Regions from separate parts of the Gossypium arboreum genome. Here region 2 is linked to region 1. Evidence: chromatin contacts called from public Hi-C data. All regions are on one chromosome and are shown on one strand. The core of a region is the stretch at or near the end of the contact, and the rest is flanking DNA. Distances in the headings are between cores, read along the strand shown.

The links. A called contact is a pair of places that touch in the nucleus more often than the background predicts.
Region 2: a contact with region 1 is called in a Hi-C map of leaf, with 4 times the contacts expected there. The contact joins the promoter of LOC108478278 here to the promoter of LOC108477801 in region 1. A contact is called at or near these places in 2 of 5 Hi-C or Micro-C datasets (both in leaf).

Annotation. Positions count from the first base shown.
Region 1 is chr12:91,153,982-91,157,275 of ASM2569848v2, forward strand. It overlaps LOC108477801 (cytochrome P450 703A2), which reads right to left and starts at 1,672. Exons shown (of 2, transcript XM_017780293.2): 1 at 732-1,672; 2 at 1-313. The coding sequence starts at 1,667.
Region 2 is chr12:91,528,208-91,531,501 of ASM2569848v2, forward strand. LOC108478278 reads right to left here and starts at 1,502. Exons shown (of 4, transcript XR_008275801.1): 1 at 1,082-1,502; 2 at 186-334. It overlaps LOC108479543 (bifunctional fucokinase/fucose pyrophosphorylase), which reads right to left. Exons shown (of 8, transcript XM_017782216.2): 7 at 3,172-3,294; 8 at 2,557-3,100. The coding sequence ends at 2,711.

The sequences.
Region 1 (3,294 bases), core at 422-2,921:
TTCGGCCCAACCCATGGGTGTTGATAAAGACACGTGTCTTAGCCGGGATGTAAAAGTCGTTGATGGTGGTTGCCTGAAGGGACTCGTGTGGGATTAAAAACGGTCCGGCAGGGTGCATGCGGAATGTTTCACGTACTACGCAGCGTAGGTAGTTAAGGTGAGGTAGATCGGATTCGTTGACCATTCGGTTAGGACCCACGACTGAATCAAGCTCATCTTGGATTTTGCAGAGGACATGTGGATGCTTTATTACTTCCGCCATTGCCCATTCGTTGGTCACAGCCGATGTATCTGTTGCCGCAGCTATCATATCCTAAAAGAAACAAAATTGTAAAATTAGAGCTAAAATAAAAGGTCTAATGTAGTTTAGTTCCTCAATATGATGAAATTTATGATTTAATTCTAAACTTTTATTTTATGTAATTTGATCTTATATTTTTATACTATTATTAGTAGGTTTAAATTGATATTGAAAATAGTTGCTTGGAATATGTATTTGTATTTCAATTTGATTTACATATTTTAAATATAGTTTTAGATTTGAGTTATCATTTAATTTGGATACAATATTGACACTTTCATAATTCAATTCAAACGTTTTGAAGTTAAAAAGATTAATTTAGTACTTGAATTATAGTTTAAGGATGTATGATGCAATTAACCCTAAATTCTAATTCTTTTAATTTGGAATATAGAATTGTAAAAGAATAAATGAAAGAGGATGATGGAACCTGAATTAGAGCTTTGATATCAGTATCATCCATATGAGGCTTTCCATCTTCACCAGGTAATGACAATAAAACATCAACAAAATCCATTTCTTCACCATAATCACCATCCTTTCCATATTCTTTGTTTTTCAATTCCCTTGCCCTCCTATGTTCTTCAATGATCCTTTTATGGAAATCATCCACTCTTTTCTCTACTTCCCTCATCCTTTTCTCACATCCATAAGGATCCACCCACCTCCAAATGGGCAAATAATCCCCCAAATAGATCACACCTAAGAGCCAAAACAATTCATGTGTTATGTGCATGAACTCCATGGCTTCACTTGGGCCGGCAGATACGGCCCCGAAATATTGCCTCCCTAGTAACATCCTAGTCACGTTGTTCATTGAAAACGCACCCAATACTTCCCTTAGGTTTACGAGCTGCCCGTTCTGGGCTCGGGCCGTTACATCTCGCACCAAATGTTGAGCTTCGTCGGCTCGGTGTTTTGCGAATGATTCAAGCCTTTTTGTTGTTAGTAAATGCTCCATACATATTCTTCTCATACGTTTCCAATGCGGGCCTAAGGGAGCCAAGGCAACATCGCCACACCCATAGGCAAGGTGGACGGCAGCTAGGGTTCGTGGCCTAGAAGCAAAGACTTCGTCTTGGCGAAGAAGTATTTCACGTATGATATCTGGGTCATTCGTGGTGATGGCATCTACCTTACCGAGCCGGAGGTAAACTAGTGGACCGTATTTGTCACATAAGGAAGCTAAGTCCCTATGTGGGAGTGAGCTTAATTGAAGAAGATTGCCAACTATAGGCCACCTTGGTGGACCTGGAGGAAGTTTTCTAGTCTTAAACAACGATTTCCGGTCGAACCGCCATCGCCATAAGGCGTTTACAACAAGAGCTCCGACCAGAAGGGCCAAAGCAAAGGTGAATAATTCCATGTTATCAAGGGAAAAAATATGGGTTTCTATGGTATCATATAAATAACAAAAGATATGCACCAAAAAAAATATAGTTTAATGTTGAGTTCCACATTCTTGACATGCCGAAGCTTGTGATAGCAAGGCCCTGCTAGGTTGGTGAAGGGTGATATATGTTATGATCCGTTGTGTTCTCTTACCACAAAGAAAATGGTATTTGCATGTAGTTAATAATGCATTTGATTTTCAATTTTTATTTACAATTTACCATTTAATTTTATAATTTGTTGATACGAAATTCTGGTTTAAAAAAAAGTTCATATATTAGTGTGAAGAATTTAAGAGCAAGATGCTGGATGGTGCTAAAGATATTTTCATCGATATTTTTTTTGAAAAATAGAAAAAAATGTATTAATAGTGATGAATACCAGTACATACACATTGTTGCCGCATTAACAGGCCAAGAAACACTAAGCAGCCGAAAACATGACAACATCAAGACAAAACTGAATAACATTACATAACATTAGCACCATATGATAACATTCGCATTTGTTCTCAGTAATGGAATGGCTGATGCTATTACTACTAACAGGTGAGGAGTCCTGTGTTTTTCTATCTTATTTCACTCTTACTCTTATGTATTTACTGTTTTGAGGGGTGATGATTTGAGTTCTATTTTTCAACAATTTGTTTGTTTGTGTAAGAGTTGGATGTTTCACGCCAAGAGTGCTCTACTTTGAATGGTTATTCTGTAGTTTTTGTAATATATTTATGGGAGAGGTTGGCATTTATCAACGTCTTTCTCTTATTAATAAATTCCTATCGACTGAGCGAAAAAAAATTATTACCTTAATGGTGTTCTAATTTATAATGTTATTAGTAGGTCCAAATGATAATATTAGTAGTTAACTTTATTGAAATAATTGCAAAACTTTTTTTTCTGAACTAATGTTTAACATTTGGTTAAATAAATTACATGAAAGTTAAAAATAATTCTGATAATATTTTTGAAAGTTATTATTTATATCCATTCCATATATTGTAAATCAAAATCAAATAAATTGGTTCAACTAATTAAATAAAAATTTAATAAATTGAATTTTTGTGATTGAATCGATTAAATTAAAAATTAATTTATTAATTTTTATTAACTTTGGAAGCTGTTTTCAGATTGTGAATACTAAACTCTAAAATTCATTTTCTTTATTGATTTAGTTACTAGAATAAACAAATTATTTGCACCCAAAACAATCCCATTTAGAAAAGCTAAACTGTCGTACGATACAAATACTTCTCCTACATGAGTATTATATTTCAATAAGGGTCCAATTCTATCATTAGAGTTTACTAGAAAACCACCATCCCTGACACAATTAAAATATAATTTATTCTTTTGATATATAAAAAAACACTAATTATCTAATTACGCTATATATCAATTTTAATAGAAAGAAAATTCTAAAGAAATTAAAGGTAAGCAAATAATAGAATGGAAATCAGAGTTGAAATAATTCCGATAATATATTTGAAAGTTAATATTTATATCATTCCATAAATTGTAAATTAAAATTAAATCAATTGGTTCAACGGTTAAATAAAAAAGTAATGAGTTTGATTTTGCGGTTCAACCGTTAAATCAGAAACT
Region 2 (3,294 bases), core at 252-2,751, 370 kb after region 1:
GGTATCCGTGTTTACGCACTCATTGCTTCCCTAGTAATCCATATAGTTCATTACATTCAAAGCTCGAAAACAAATACATGCACACTCGTACACATGAATTCAGAGGCACAGCACAAAATAATAAGAAAGATCATCAGCAAGATACAGGAAACAAAATTGTGAAATATATCATATAACAGACTTACAGCACAACAGGTACAACGGTTAAAAACTTTCTGTTGCGTGTTAGCTGCTTTCCATTGTCTATCTGCTCCCACCAAGTCAAGCCATTGTAAATTCCTTGATCGTCAGCAAACGGGGTTCCTTTCTTCCAGTGAAAGAAGTGGTAAGTAACCTGAAAAATAGACAAATCTCTCATTGTTGGTTCGGATACTATCAAGCAGTAGTGAGCACATGACCAAAACCAGAAAAAAGGAAGTTCCTTAGAAAAAAGCTTAAGGCATGGTATGTGAAGTAAACTAGCAAATCACCTTTACATTAGAACAAAGCATAAGATCGGCTTAGATAGAACTACCATGAAGCTAAGTGGTCGAAAAACTTCAGTTAACGACATAATGTAAGTAGATGAATAAGCAACTGCAACAAATACATATATTGGGGAAATTATTTAGTGAAGCTACCAATGCGATGGACATAGACTAATTTCGAATCCCAAAGCCATAATTTCCGAGATTACGAGTATGAGGCAGCCTATATCTCAACTCGAAACGCATTTTTCAAAACTTAAGGACATTGTTCAATGTAAAATCCCTAATTTCCTTACTTCCTATCAATAAACAAGATATCACTCGATATAATTTCAGCTCCCAATACATTGCAAGGACGGAAAAACAAAAAAGGAAAAGTTCAAAACTTTCAAATAATAGTCCTATCACAAATAAAGACTGTAAGGCATACAATAAAACCCCCACAGCTCAACAACATTAATCAACAAATCATAAAAGACCCAAAAGGAAAATTAATCAAAACCAACCAATACAGAGCAAATTCACACAAAAAAAGGGCTAATTTGCAGGCAAAAAAAGGGACCCAATTCAACATTAAATACCAAGAGACAATTAAAAGAGAAAAGGAAACGTACAAGGAAGTGAGCGAGATTAACGATGGTCCAAGCCATGCCAGGAGAACAACCAAAGATGGAAAGAACAAGGAGCCAAGAGAAAAGGAGGAATAGGATATAAGTAGTCCATACACCTGGGTACATGAACCACTCGGTGTTCCGGTTCAGATCAGCCGGTGGTACCGCCTTCACATATAGATTCGCCATTTATGTTTTTCAATTTAACCCGCCAAAATTAGAGACGAGACCCTTCTTCTAAAACGACCCAGTTTTTGTATTTGATTGAATTTATATAAATTCAAACACTAGGCGCTCTACGATGGAGATGAAGATGAAGATGATCGGAAATTAATGTGGAAGTTCTCAATTTCTTTTAATTAATTATCTAAAAGCCTGTAAACTCATTATTACAAAATAAACTCTTTTGCTTTACCCATACGCCACCGTTTTCCCTTTTTACCCTCATTTTGGAAACTTTCTCTTAAGTTCACACCGACTTTATAATTTTTGAATTTATTTGATAAAAAATTAAAATTAAATGAATTCGATTCGATTTGACTGATTGTAAATTTATAACTTATATTTCATAAACTGTTTAAACATTTTGATCTTAATTAGTTATTAATTTCTCGTTTCTTCTTGTTAAGTCTTATTCAATAAATAGATAATTTATTCTTCATGCACTTGAAAATATTAAAACACCTTGATATAAATACTCAAGTAGTTACTCAATTAAAATATTTATTCTACTTCCATCATCTTTCGTTTTATTTATTTAAACATCCAAAAGTATTTCAAAGCATAAATTCTTTAAATTAATAATTATAAATTTTCAAAAATTACTTGTATGATTTTAAGTTATTTTTCATTATCTTTTATTATTAATTTTTCATTTTAAATTTTAAAATCAAAGAAAAGAAAAGTTTGTTGTATCATTGGTTTTCAACTAATTTTTCAATTAATTTTAATCAAATCAATCTAATTTAAATAACATTTCATGCTATTACTTGAAATAATTGCACTTCTATTTTAAGAATGGAAGCGATAAATACATTTTACTTTGTTGCAAAGAAAGTGTAGCCAAACTCTAATCACATAATTTATAGACCATTTTTATTAATTATTATATTATGGATAGGTAGAATGCGGCTAAAATAATTATGAAAAATGATATAATAATTAAATATAATTTTGGTTAAAATAATAATATTTCAAAAACAAAATTATGATATTTTAGGTTTAAATCTTTTCAAAATAAAATTTATAGATTGAAAAATTAAAAATATTAAAATACAATATTTTAATTTTTTTCTATAGAATTTTCAAATACAAATATAGTATAATCATTGCACAATAAAAATAAATCTTGAGTAACTATAAAGTAAAATTAAACTAATACAAAATACAAATAAATTAAAAGCTGAAATAATATAAACTAAACTGATCCGTCGAACCAAAACCCACATATGCTAATAATAATAAAAAGAAAAAGAAGATGATGGAACTTTCTAGTGTTTCATTTCACAAATGTTGTAAAAGAATAGTATTTTACAATACAATGAATTATATCGTCTATTAATTATTAGATAGAGGCACCAATAACCCAAAAATAAATTGTAAAACAAATATGAAAAATATCGAAAAAAAATATTAGTAGATGGTCCAATTGTAGATTACTGAATCAAATTCTGGGTTTTTCCATAACATGCTTCTTAATTCTTTGGCACATGTGGCATTTTTGGCGAGTAATAAGGCAAAGCCCCCCCCACCTGCTCCCACAAGCTTGTAGCCAGAGCAGTACGGGTCGGCAAATGCAAACAGTTTATCAACATATTCATTGCTACAGTATGGATCGAGTTCTTGATGCAACCTCCAAGCCTCCAACATGATTTCGCCTAATTTATCGACATCACAGTTCATCAAAGCTTCCCTACCGATCTTAGCTAATTCAGTGAGTCGTTTGATGCTAGATACGAGAAGGTTGTCTCGTCGGAGATACCGGAGGACTACCTTTTGTAGGACTTGATGTGCTAGTCGAACCTGCAGGGTCGTAATAGAATAACAATTAGAATACGAAGATCTAAGCATGTATGAAAGACTTGATTACTTACTTGACCGGTAAATACGACAAGTAACCGTTCCTGCAATTTTGAAATCAGTTGAGAAGATGCCACGAGAGGGAAGACTTGGAGACGCAATGGTATTCCAGGGTAACTTGTTGTAAATTTGATTCC